Linked DNA regions of Pan troglodytes: region 2 is linked to region 1. The links are chromatin contacts, called in public Hi-C maps. All regions are on one chromosome and are shown on one strand. The core of a region is the stretch at or near the end of the contact, and the rest is flanking DNA. Distances in the headings are between cores, read along the strand shown. Region 1 overlaps IFT122 (intraflagellar transport 122). Region 2 holds the start of PLXND1 (plexin D1).

Region 1 (6,682 bases), core at 2,100-4,599:
TTTTACAATCCTTTCTATTCTAGGGATTTGTCGTCTTCCTCCCTGCTGGCATTTCTGGGTGGGGCAGGAGAGGGAAGCTCCCTCCATAGAGATGCCTCCTCCCTCCTCTGAATTCTTTTTTTTTTTTTTTTTTAAGTCAGAGTCTTGCTCTATGGCCCAGGCTGGAGTGCAGTGGCACCATCTCGGCTCACTGCACGCTCCGCCTCCCAGGTTCACGCCATTCTCCTGCCTCAGCCTCCGGAGTAGCTGGGACTACAGGCGCCTGCCACCATGCCCGGCTAATTTTTTGTATTTTTAGTAGAGACGGGGTTTCACTGTGTTAGCCAGGATGGTCTCGATCTCCTGACCTTGTGATCTGCACACCTCGGCCTCCCAAAGTGCTAGGATTACAGGCGTGAGCCACCGCACCTGGCCCCTCCTCTGAATTCTTACAGCCTCCTCCATCTCCACTTTCCTACACTGAGGACATCTAAAAATATAATCTAGATCATTGTTACACAACGATCACTTCCCTTGTTTAGTAATGGCTAGCATCTGCACAACCATCCCTGATTTAAATTCCCCTTTACAACATCTCAGTTAAGCCTCATGACTGCAGCAGGCATTCTCACCACCCCCATTTCAGAACTGGGAGGACTGGGGCTCCAAGGAAAGTGGCTGGCCTGAGGTACCAGAGCCCCTTATGTGACACAGCTCGTTCTCAGCCAGGCTTCTTAGTCCTGGTCTGGTCCAGTCTCCTCTCTTCATGCCTACAAGTCTTGATCTAACCCAAGGCGGGCATCACATCCCTCTTTGCCACTCCTTCAATGTCAGCCCAGGAATATGGACAAAATGAGCAGCTCATTAATTGACTGTGGGGAGATAAAGAGGGAAGGGGTAGGGGAGTGGAGGTTGGAAGCCATTCCTTCCTCCATCTGAGGTTCTAGATGGAAATACAGCTCAGGAACATACCTGGGCTTTTCCTTATGTGCAGAAAGGGGTCAGATGTTTTCAGCCATCTCTCTAGCTTTCATAGACTAGGCCAGGAAAGGACACAACGAATCAAGTCCATGAATCCCGCCATGAAGGTACGTGGGAAGTGCCCACATTGCTGTCAGAATCAGAGACCTTGACCATCTCTCCCACCTTAGTTGGCAGATGCTAAGAAAAGCAGCATTGTGTGCAGCATCATGGCCAGTGACTACACCGATAATAAAAGCCGCCATTTACGGAGTGCCTGTGATGTGCCAGGCTACTAGCCAGGTGCTTCCCATAGAGAACAGCTAATAAGAGTGACAGCCAGAATCTGACATGCTGCTCCTGGGTCAGCCTTTACAGGCATCCTCCCATTTGATCCTCACAGCTTTGTGAGGATGGGGCCTGTCATCACCCTACGTCTATAGAGAAGCAATCTTAGAAAGGGTGTCACCTACCCAGGCCCACAGTGAGGAAGTGGCTAAGATACAAGCCCAGGTCAGCCTAACTCCAGAGACTGCTGCAGTCTATGGCCTCTCCGTGCCACCTGCGTCCCCATCTGCCTTCTTAAGGGACCCCACAAGGACCAAACTCCAGCTCCTGCTGGCTAGATGCTTACCTTCTTTGCTGTTTCAAAATCTAAACCTTCTAGCGCTTCCATGGCCAGTTCACGCCAATCAGTGTCTGTGACACCCAAGCAAGCAATCTGGTAGGCTTCCTTGAACAGTTTCCTATCCAGGTACTGGTACATGGGAGCGGACTGCAGGATTTCATCAAGGGAAAAAAAGAAGACTGTTTTCAGGGCCATGGAAAGAACCAGATGCATACAGAGCCTGCCTCCAGATGCGTGGGATGATTACCCATGCCTGGGGAGCAGCCCTGCAGCCGCCAATCAGCACCCTGCCCAGCCTGCCCAGCCCACCCTGTGTGCTCCATCCTGCACCTCTCTCATGACTGGGCCACTGTGCTCCACAGCACAAACTCTCTGCCCATCCTCCCCTCCTTCCCACCTGCAGGCCTGCCTCGCCATAGGATGTCACCCTCACCTGGAATGCCTTTGCCCATCCCCACTCTGCCTCTGGAAAATACCTATTTGGCTTTCAAGGCCCTGTTGAAATGTCACCTCTTCTGGAGAGTCCTCCCAAGCCCCTCAAGCCCCCACCCCAGGGGAAAGAGTCTCAGCTTCCTCTGCCCTTTGTCCAGATCGCAGGTTGTGCCGCAGTTACAGGCCTGTTCCCACAGCAAAGCCGTGCACAGCCCGTGGGCAGTGGTGGGTTGTATCGGCCTCCCTCAGCAGAACCCCAGTCTACGTTTGCTGACAGAATGAATGAGTTCGTGGGAGGAAGCGGTCTGGAATGGCCTCTTCTTCCAGGGACTGAGTCCAAGAAAGGTAAGTGATTTGCTCCAAGTTACCCTGGAAGCCTCTGGAAACAGGTCTCCTGATCCCTGCCCTGGGGACAGATGCCCTCCTACAAGATGGGGTTGCCTTGCTGTGAGTGCCCATGAATAGTTCCTAACAACTTCTCTTTCTTAGGTTTATAAAAGGCTTTTGGCTGTCCCCATAGTCCTGTGCAGTAGGTATTATTTCTCCCTGGCTACAGCCCAGGAGACCGAGACTCAGAGAGGACAAATGACCTGTCCCAGCAAATAGCTGGCAATAGCTAGAGGTGACTGGACTCCAGGTTCTGTGCCCCTTCCTGCCACATGTATGCACGTGTGTATATGTGCATATGTGCGTGCAGGCCTGAGAATGAGTCTTGAGTTGGGCCATGACATCTTTAACAAGGAAAGGCCTTGCCCTTGTTTTAGGCCAGCCAGTGGGCTTCAGTGGCCTGCATCTCTCCTGGCTTCCTGGGCAGGGAAGAGAAATCAGCCAGGACCTCTGTGCTAATGGTTCCCAAATGTGGAGCTTGAAGTATTGTTTTCTCCATTTGGGGCTTTTGTCTGTCTTTGAAATTTCCGGTCCCATTTTTTAGCTTTAGAATTGAAGGAATTTTTTTTTTTTTTTTTTTTTGAGTCTGTCTACTCTCAGAGCAAAACATGGCTGCTTCCAAGTGCTTATCTTTTCCACCATGCCATCTCTCCTCATTGGCACATTAAATGCTCCCTTTAGGGGGGCAGCAGGCATAGGCTAGGGAGCAGGTGACCTAGAACCCAGGCCAGGCTCAGCCACATCCTAGGCTGGTGACTTTTTGGGTAAATTCATTAACTTCTGTTTAGATGTCCTGCCCAGCTCAGGCTACCATGGGCAAAGGAGAGATGTGCTCCAAAAATAATGAAGCACTGGGCAAAACGCAGGCATGATCATTACCTTCACTGTATTTTCTCAGCACCAGCTCCTCACCATCTCCCAGGCTCTCCAGTCTTGTTCCCACCCCCACCTTTCCCTTTGTTTGAAAAGCTTCCCTGCTCCACTTTTCCTTTCCAGACCTCTCAGGGCTCAGATCAAGTTTCACCATCTCCTGGAAGCTTTCTCAAACTCCTGAAAGCTTTTCTTAAAGCACACAATGAGCTTTCCTTTCTAAAGTCCGTCAGTAAGTACAGCCTGTTGCAATTTAGTTGTGTTTTGTGGTTTTTGCTATTTTATGAGTCAGTAATAAGGAGAAATAATAATAGAAATTTGGCTTGACGAAACCTGAAAGATGGGTATAATTAACCCCATTTCACAGAAAAGAAATGAGGCCCCAAAGAGTGAAATGAGTTGCTCTAGTTACAGCTGCTTGAGATGGCGGAGTCAGGACTGAAAGCTGGTGCTCCTTCCCCGAACCACACCAACTGCTTGCCATGCTGACTGTCCCGTGAGTGGGACAGGCACTCAGGCAGGCATATCACAGCTGAGCATATGATGGATGGCTAACACTTGGACTTACTTGGGAGGCACAATTTGAGTGGAGTTTTAAAAATAGACCCACTGAACAAATACTCTCTGAGCTATACTTTATCTTGCTGTTGGATTTCAAACATGAAGTCACCACCGCCTTGAGAAGCCCTCCTAGGGCTCGTTGTCCTACTTGGCAGCCCTGACAAACCAGTTCTTGCACAAGACAACGTAAATTTCGAAAGGCAACCAAAAATTCCAAGACTGGGTCTGATGCTTTCTCCCTCCTCTCTGGGCCAAAACCACAGGATGGCCGGAGGCAGAGGCGACAGATGAACAGCCTTTGTCTTGAGAATGTGTTTCCTAACCCTTGGCAGTCCTGACCCGCTGCGTCAGCAGGATGGCCTTGGTGCAGTCAGCAAGACTTTGCTGCTGAATCTTAAAGTCCTGGCAGAGGAAGCCCCAGGCTGCCCCTCTGGCTCCTCTTGGCCGGCCACAGTCAGAGAGCAGCAAACTGCATTTATTTTTGAGGTCAGGATGGCAATCTTGGGAGAAAACCTTTTAATAAAATAAGCAGAGCTAGTTTGGGGCAATTGAGGGAGATGAGTTCCTGGTGGATGTGGTGCGTGGGTTTGTAATGGGGCAGACAAGGATGACGAGGACACAGTCCAGGAGAAGCTGTTCGTGCCCCTCGTCCTGCTGCCACTTCCACCCACCTCATTCCCTTCTTCCTCTTGCTTTCTGGTCTTTTTCCTCAGATCTGAATTCCACTAACATTTCTTGAATAGCTGATCTGTGTCAGGCATGGATGATGGGCATTTCCCCAGTAAGTCTTGCAGTCATGAGTTTCGAGGGTATCATCAGCTTAGAAGAAGTGGGCTCTAGCCTGAAGCTGAGTTGTATGGGGAAAACAGACTGACAGAGCCTAGCGGAAGGGAAACCTGGAAATTTCCCTAAAAGTCTTTCAAAGGTACACGTGCTTTGACCCAGCAATTTCATTTCTAGGAATTTATGCCAAGGCGCCAAGTTGGGACAGGTGCAAGGACCTAGCTAGAAAGATGCCTGCTATTTACAATAATACAAAAAAGCTATAAGCAGCAAACATGTCCAGTAGGACTGGTAAAGAAAGCTGTGGAACATCCACAAGACACAATAAAATGCAGCTGTAAATACAAGGCAGGTGGGGACCAGGCAGGAGGGAGGGGTGCTGGCTGTAAAAAGCACAACACCAGGGACCTTGTGGTGGTGGCAGTGTTCAGTGCCATGACTGTGGTGGGAGATTACACATGCCAACATGGGTGGGAAGATCACTCTAGAGCTATGCACACTGTTACCGTTGGGGGAAACTAGGCAAAGGGTTTAAGGGATCTCTGTATTATTTCCTACAATTTATGTGAGTCTACAATTACCCTAAATTTTGCCATGCAGGATAAGAACATTTACCATTTACTGACACAGAACGATGCTTTAGGAGATTGTTGAGTGAAAAGGCCAGATGACTAGTGTACAGCCAGCACTTCATAGACAGTGATGGGGCTGCCATAACCGAATGTGAGGTGAAATGAGAAGATAGCCATAAAGGAAGGGATGAGAAGTCTTGTTTACAGGCCAGGCTCAGGGAATACAGTAAATCTGAGGTTCCATCTATAGGTAGCAATACGTATACACATAAAAGTCATGAAAAGTATTTGCAGTGTGATTCCACTTTTGTTTAAAAATGTTCTTATAAAACCACATGCTCCTAATTGTATATTATGCATATATTATATATACTCGTAGAAAAGCGCTAAGCAGATGTATTTCAACATGTTTAAGAGTGATTCTGTCCTGAGGATGGGATGCTGAAGGCTACAGTTTCTCGCTATGCACGTCTCTGTTTTATGGCAATTCTACAGTGAGCACCATCTGCCTGGGGTGCAGAAGGTGGAGGGGAGACCATCCTGCATTCGGGAGGTCAATCTCAGCCGCCTGTCTTTGGTTCTGCCCTCCCCCATTCTGTGGCTCCACCCTTCAGTGCCCCATTTCTGTTCTGGCCACCTCCTGGTTCAGAGGGCTTGTGCAGAGTCCCATGCTCCCTTATTGGCTCACAGACCTCAGCCCACACCCCCCACCCACTCATTCTCTCTCTCCCCTCTCTCTCACACACACATCACCACCATCACACACGTACTCACACACACACCCTGCCGGACTCCCGGCTTTGCTGCTCACTCCATTCGGCCCCACGCTGGGCTCTCCGCAAAACACACGCTGCTGACAACACTGCATACCCCTCCCATCCCTACAGAAAGGGGACAAGGAAGAAACTGATACTCAGGGAGGTTGAGCTGTTTGCCCCCAGTCACAGAGGTTGCAAGGAGTGGAGACAGGGCGGCAGGTTCCAGGCCCAGACTGCCTCCCACGACATCACAGCTGCCATTCTTCTCTCCTTGCTACTCTCTCCCCAAAGCACCAGCAAAGGGCCCAGCTTCCCTGGTCTTGTCAGCCTTGCCAGTGCTAAGAGTGGACAGGCACCCCCAGTTACCTGCGGCACCTCCACAGCAGAAATGGAGAAGACATGGAGGCAGAAGATCTTGGAGCCATTGTAGCCGACCACAAAGCCCTGCAGCTTCTGCCGGTGCACAGGGAAGGTGCTGGCTTTGATGTTGAGGTAGCCTCCTCCCGAGAAGCAGAGCATGTCCTCACACTGGGTGTTCCAGGCCACACTGTTGGCGTTTGGTTCCTGGGGGACAGGGACAGTGGGGATCCTGTGAGAACCACCCTGGGCTTGGTCAGCGCTCACACATTTCAGCCCAATACCCTCTTAAAGACTGAATCCTACTAAATTGCTTACGGTGGGATGGAGGGAAAAGGAGGAAAGGGGACCACAAAGAAATGAACAGAGGCAAGCCCCTCCATGCACCTGCATGT
Region 2 (6,682 bases), core at 1,649-4,148, 120 kb before region 1:
TAAGGCCAGGGAAGGTGTGGTTTGTTCCTTCCTTTATTCATTCATTCAGCCAGTAATTGTCAGCACCTCCTCTGCCCAGCCAGGGGTATAGGGGCTGCCACCATGAGCCATCCTGGCCTGATGGTGCTCCCAGCTAATGGGTAGAAGGGAGAAATCATAAGATGTGGAGGCAGATCTGGGTTTGAATCCTTACCTTGCTAATGCCCCTCAGTTTCCCCATCTGTGAAATGGGTTTGCTGACCACAGCCTAGTCAGCTGGCTGCAAGGATGGTGTAAGATCTGGTAGGGCAGTGCTGGGCACAGGATTCACTCTCACCGTCTGGTGGCTCTGCTAGCCACATTGGGGCTCAGGACAGGAGGTGGAGCCCTGGTCTTTAGTTGCAATGCCCCCCACCCCAACTCCTGGCTCTAACATGGGCTTCAGGGGTCATGGTTCACTGCCACAAGACGGGGAGAAACTGGTGTTTGCTAAGAGCCTTGTTGTGCTTGACACCTGTTATGTTATATTCTCCATCTCACACCCTCCCAGGGGCAGGTGTTCTGCTACGATTGTCCTCATTTTACAGTTGAGGAAACTGAGGCTCAGAGAGGGTGAGTGCCTTGCACAAGACCACACAGCACTTCTCACCTCCAGTTGATGTGAGGATACTCAGACCCGAATACCCTTCACCTAGAGAGCTCCTAAACCCCACTGCTCAGCTTGGCAGGGAGCTTGTGTCCCAAGTGCCCAGGATCATCACCACAGGCTGGTCTAAGACAACACTGAGCAGTATCCTCAGGGCTCAGTGGGGGGAGCTGCAGGATGCAGCAAGATGAACCAGATGAGCGGGAGACAGGAAGGAAGAGAGGAGGGGCTGGAGAGGGAGCGGGGGTGAGGGATAGGGAGGGAGACAGAGAGAGAGACATAGATAGAGACACAGAGAGACAGATGAAGAGTGGAAAGGGAAGGGGGCAAGACACTGAGAGAAGGAGAGACAAAGAGAGTGAACGGGAGGAGCAAGACAGATAGGAACAGAGATGGGTGGGGGCAGGAGAGAGAGAGATAAGACAGAGAGACCAGCGGATGGACTGGGGTGGGGGCACTGAGGATGTGAGTGAGGAGGAGAGGCATGGAGGCAGGCCCCATGCACCCCTGCTGGGCTCTGCAGTTGGCCCCCACGGGTGGCACGATGTGCGCCTTCTCCATCCAGAGAGGAAGACAGGGACACAGTCCCACGGGCAGTCCCCTAAGTGGCTCTTGGTGGGTGGATGGGCCTGGGAGGGGGCCTCCAATTTCCTGCAGCTCAACACTCCCGGCCATCAAAGCAGTGGCCAGACCAGGGCTGAGGGGTCTGGAACAAGGCGGGCAGGATGGCAGGAAGGCGAGGGTGTTGAGGGAAGTGGGGGGCGGCTGCAGGCCCAGCCTTTCCTGCCTGCCCCATGGTGCACAGACACCCCTGCCCTTCCTTCCTGGTTGGGTGGGAAAGAGGAAAATGAGGTCCCGCTACTCTCAGAGTGAGGCCCACCGGGCACCCTGTGGAAGCTGGGGGTCTGATGGGAGGCCCCGTTCTGAGAGGTCGGAGCTGAAGGGCTTTTGCTTTCAAACACTGTAGCTCTGCTCCTCATGAGCTGTGCATCTTGGGCCAGTCCCTTCCCCTCAGCCTTGGTTTCCATATCTGGAAGATGGGTTACCAATAGCGCTCGCCTCGGGGGAATCTGTGAGGAAAAAGAGAGCCCGTACATGGCAAGTGCTTGGCACAGTGTCTGGCACGGGCTAGCCCTGTGTGAGCACCCCCGTAAAACAGCCGCGGCGTATGGTCCTCACAGGGCTGTGACCTTGGAACCAGGCTGCCTGCCCCTAACGCTGCTTTTGAGATCAAGAACCCTGCCCAGTGCCGGCTTTTGTGGGACTAATCTTCCACTAGGCCTGGGAGGATGTCAGGGAAAGTGCCTGGCGGGGGTGCCAGGGGTGGGGGTGCGGCTGGGTCTCCACAGGAGGCAACTGTGGGCTCCAGGACCAAGGCCTTGCTCTGGCTATCGGTTGTGGGCCACTGGCTGGAACTATTTCCTCTCTCCATGTTTTCCTCATTTATATATCTGACCCTGAGCACTGGTCCCTCTGGTCCTGCCACTTGTAAATCCCTTTTATGGGTCTGGGGTTTGGGGGACAGATTATGGGGTCTGGGGGGCCCGACTGGCCGGCACCGGGGGAGCGAAGGCCTGGACAGTGCCTGAGAAAGGTGGTGGAGGGAGGCTGAGTGTAGAGGGGAGACACAGGGTTCGGGAAGGCAGAGGGAGAAGGAAAGGGGAGCTCAGAGGGACCGAGAGAGGGACGGAGGGTCCGAGGGGGAGGCAGAGGGAGCCACGGAGAGAGGGAGCGAGCGTCAGGGACGGAAAAACGGAGCAGGAGAGAGAAGGAGACTAGAAAGGGCCGGGGGCGGGGCTGCCAGGGACTGGAGAGCGAAGCGGAGTCGGAGGGAGAAGGAGAAGCAGAGGCAGAACCCGGAGAAGCGCCACACGCGCGGAGTTTGGGGTGGGGACAGAGACGGAGAGACGCAGAGACCGAGAGACGCAGAGAGAGGGAGAGACGGGGTGGGGGAGAGGGCGGAAAAGAGAAAACAGGCGCGAGCGAGGCAGGCCAAGCGGCCAAGTGGGAGGAAAGAGCGAGGAAAGCGAGCGACGGCGGCGGCGGCTACGGGGAGAGACCCTGGGGCCGCGGGCGGGTCCTGGAGGGCGCGGGCGGCGAGACCCGCGGACGGCGGGGCGTGGCCCAGGGCGGCCAGGGGCAGGCGGGGGTCCCGGGGGCGGGCGGGGCCGGGGCGGGGAGTGAGGGCGTGTCCGCAGCGGAGCCGCCCCCGCCCCGCCCCCGGGCTGCGCGGCGAGGCTGAGCCGGGCCCGGGCGCCGGGGCCGGGGGCGGCTGGCGCGGGCAGGAAGCGCCTCGCGGCCCGGGCCCGCCCCCCGCCTCCCGCCGCCTCCGGGCTCCCGGCTCCCGGCCGCGCCTCGCCCCATGCACTCGCCGCGCCGCGCAGCCCGCGCACGCCCGGATGGCTCCTCGCGCCGCGGGCGGCGCACCCCTTAGCGCCCGGGCCGCCGCCGCCAGCCCCCCGCCGTTCCAGACGCCGCCGCGGTGCCCGGTGCCGCTGCTGTTGCTGCTGCTCCTGGGGGCGGCGCGGGCCGGCGCCCTGGAGATCCAGCGTCGGTTCCCCTCGCCCACGCCCACCAACAACTTCGCCCTGGACGGCGCGGCGGGGACCGTGTACCTGGCGGCCGTCAACCGCCTCTATCAGCTGTCGGGCGCCAACCTGAGCCTGGAGGCCGAGGCGGCCGTGGGCCCGGTGCCCGACAGCCCGCTGTGTCACGCTCCGCAGCTGCCGCAGGCCTCGTGCGAGCACCCGCGGCGCCTCACGGACAACTACAACAAGATCCTGCAGCTGGACCCCGGCCAGGGCCTGGTAGTCGTGTGCGGGTCCATCTACCAGGGCTTCTGCCAGCTGCGGCGCCGGGGCAACATCTCGGCCGTGGCCGTGCGCTTCCCGCCCGCCGCGCCCCCCGCCGAGCCCGTCACGGTGTTCCCCAGCATGCTGAACGTGGCGGCCAACCACCCGAACGCGTCCACCGTGGGGCTAGTTCTGCCTCCCGCCGCGGGCGCGGGGGGCAGCCGCCTGCTCGTGGGCGCCACGTACACCGGTTACGGCAGCTCCTTCTTCCCGCGCAACCGCAGCCTGGAGGACCACCGCTTCGAGAACACGCCCGAGATCGCCATCCGCTCCCTGGACACGCGCGGCGACCTGGCCAAGCTCTTCACCTTCGACCTCAACCCCTCCGACGACAACATCCTCAAGATCAAGCAGGGCGCCAAGGAGCAGCACAAGCTGGGCTTCGTGAGCGCCTTCCTGCACCCGTCCGACCCGCCGCCGGGTGCACAGTCCTACGCGTACCTGGCGCTCAACAGCGAGGCGCGCGCGGGCGACAAGGAGAGCCAGGCGCGGAGCCTGCTGGCGCGCATCTGCCTGCCCCACGGCGCCGGCGGCGACGCCAAGAAGCTCACCGAGTCCTACATCCAGTTGGGCTTGCAGTGCGCGGGCGGCGCGGGCCGCGGCGACCTCTACAGCCGCCTGGTGTCGGTCTTCCCAGCCCGGGAGCGGCTCTTTGCTGTCTTCGAGCGGCCCCAGGGGTCCCCCGCGGCCCGCGCTGCTCCGGCCGCACTCTGCGCCTTCCGCTTCGCCGACGTGCGAGCCGCCATCCGAGCTGCGCGCACCGCCTGCTTCGTGGAACCGGCGCCCGACGTGGTGGCGGTGCTCGACAGCGTGGTGCAGGGCACGGGGCCGGCCTGCGAGCGCAAGCTCAACATCCAGGTACACCCGGGCGGTGGCGGCGGCGGCGGCGGCGGCGGCGGCGGGGGCGGGGGCGGGCGGGAACCGAGCGGGTCGTGAGCTGAGTGGGTCACAGGTGGGAGCGCGCAGAGATCCAGATGTACGTGGAACCCAGGTGTGCACGCGAGAATACAGGTGTCCCCCGAGGGGTACTACTGGCACCTGTATGGCCCAGGTGGGCATGTGCAGGGACTCAAGTGAGTGCCGGCTCATGGGCGCGCATACCTAGGCGTACTGGGAGGGGTCCAAGTTGCCACAGGTACCCAGGTGCGCATAAAGCCCAGGTATGCACGTGAGGGTCACAGGTGCATGCTGAGGGCGCAGTAAGTGACTGCATGCCTGACCAAAGTTGTGTTCTGGGGCCACTGCGTGAGCCTGTCAGAGTTACCATTGCACGTTGGTGATGGGTGCATGGGTGTGGCAGGTGTGCAAGGAGGCACACAGGTGTGCACCGGGGCCCTGCAGATGTCTGCATGGACTTGTGTGCCAGCAAGCTGGGGCCTGAAGACGCACAGGGCAGACAGGTGTACTGCACAGACACTGGTACAACGGGACAGGGCTAGGTGTGCAGTGGGACGTGCGTGGCAGGGGACGCAGGTATTTGGGCATGAGTCGGTACTCTGAGGAGGCTGCATGGTTGGCAAACAGGTGTGTGCCTGAGGCCAACTTTTATTCACCTATTCTGCAAATATTTCCTGAGCACCTAGTATGTACCAGGTGTGGGAGTCTGGGGTAAACAATAGCACTTGTGGAGTGCCAGCTAGGGGCATCACATGTCACAATTCCCAGTTCTCAGAACAACCCTCTCAGGTAGCCTCTATTCTCATCACATTTTACAGATGAAGAAACAGGCACAGAGAGGTTAAGCAACTTGCTGAGGATCACACAGTTGGGCGCTAGCAGAGGTGGATTTGAATCCAGCCTGTCTGGCCTCAGCATCTGTGTTTTTAATGCCCAGCCTTTGCTGCCTTCTGGACTTGGATCTCAGAGTGCGTGTGTTTTGGGGGCGTCCCAGGCAGCTGGGGTGGGCAGATGCCAGGGCCAGGAGAATGGAGGGATGTGAACAGGGGTGTTTTGGGGGCAGGAGAGGGCCGTGGGGCTCAGTGGGGAATGAGGAGGAGTACAGGCGGGCATGGGGCCCAGGTGTCTGAGGCTGGGTTGGGCAGTAGCAACGGGGGCCAGGTTGACGGAATCAGCATGTGTGTTGACATGACAAGGGTGCGGGAGGGGACTTGGTGTGGTTCCCTTAAAGGAAGTTCATGGCAAGGGATTGCTCCTCACTGGCTTTGGGAGCTGGGTCTGTTGATCCCCATGGTTCACCTTGAGGAATGAGGCCCCAGAATGACACTGGGGCCTTTCCCACACCCTCCACCCATCTGAGTCTGGCGAGCCCACTTCAGCTCCACTGCCTGCCATTCCCTTAGGAAGCTGCATCTCCATCAGCAAAATGCAGAACTCAGCCTTCTTGTGGTGATCCCAAGCCTTCCTTGGGGCCCCACCCTGTCCGTTCTCCATGGCTGTGACAAGAATTTCATGAGATTAACCATTCCTCTGTGGGCGGGCCCAACACTGGGGCTTTGAGAAAATGCAGATTCCTTCTCCCAAGGTCGAGGTCGGTCTCCCACGACTGCCCACCATCTGGCCGGCCACCCTGAAAGTAAAGGTCACGGTGGGTGAGCAGGGCAGACAGTCCAAAGGGTGGTGGGGCTGCTTGCCCTGTGCCATGGTTGATTCATCCACCATCTCCACCCCAGAGCTTCATCTCGCAGGCAACTGTGTTTGGCACTGGGGGTCTCAGTGGGGAGTCGCTGAATGGAGAGAAGTGTCCTGTGGGCTGAGGGCCTTCCTCCAGTAGTTTCAGGCCCTGTGTCTCGGCCCTTTGGTGTAAGCTGATCTGTGGGATTCCTTAGGCCAGCCCAGGGTTCCCTCCCCCTCTGGCAAGAACCATTCTGGTTCCCACGGTCCGGTCCCTCGGTGCAGTGACTCACCCAGCTGAGGGGGGCTGGAGCTTCTCTACCTAAGGGGACAGGGCCTCTCCAGGGACACAGCCCCAGGACAGAGTGGCGAAGGGCCTCTTCCCCACGCCAAGGCCACAGATTCCGGCTGCGGCCTTCCTTGGTCACCCTCCCTGTGTTTTCCACACCCTTCTCCTCTTCGCCGTGCCCGCTGTGGGCACAGGCCAGTGCCACTTGGCAGTATCTCCCAGAGGTGCTCAAGGTCCCCGGTCTGGGCCTCTAGCATGGGCAGGGGTGGGGGAGGTATCATTATTCTTGCTCCAGGCTGTTGCCAGCTACGCAGCGACAGATTCAGAACCTAGACTTTGCATCAG

The links. A called contact is a pair of places that touch in the nucleus more often than the background predicts.
Region 2: a contact with region 1 is called in a Hi-C map of induced pluripotent stem cells, with 1.9 times the contacts expected there. The contact joins the promoter of PLXND1 here to the enhancer-like site in region 1. A contact is called at or near these places in 4 of 7 Hi-C or Micro-C datasets (blood, induced pluripotent stem cells and stem cell-derived neural progenitor cells).

What each region holds. Positions count from the first base shown.
Region 1 is chr2:132,726,733-132,733,414 of NHGRI_mPanTro3-v2.0_pri, reverse strand. IFT122 (intraflagellar transport 122) reads right to left here. Exons shown (of 29, transcript XM_024355640.3): 14 at 6,297-6,494; 15 at 1,574-1,714. Among named protein-coding and RNA genes, the nearest start is that of RHO, 42 kb to the left of the region's middle. Within about 2 kb of position 3,349, at least 3 of the 24 cell types and tissues checked have an H3K27ac peak or open chromatin away from gene starts, as enhancers often do. A contact at or near this core is called in induced pluripotent stem cells, where this site is marked.
Region 2 is chr2:132,846,769-132,853,450 of NHGRI_mPanTro3-v2.0_pri, reverse strand. PLXND1 (plexin D1) reads left to right here and starts at 2,898. Exons shown (of 36, transcript XM_009446434.5): 1 at 2,898-4,335. The coding sequence starts at 3,025.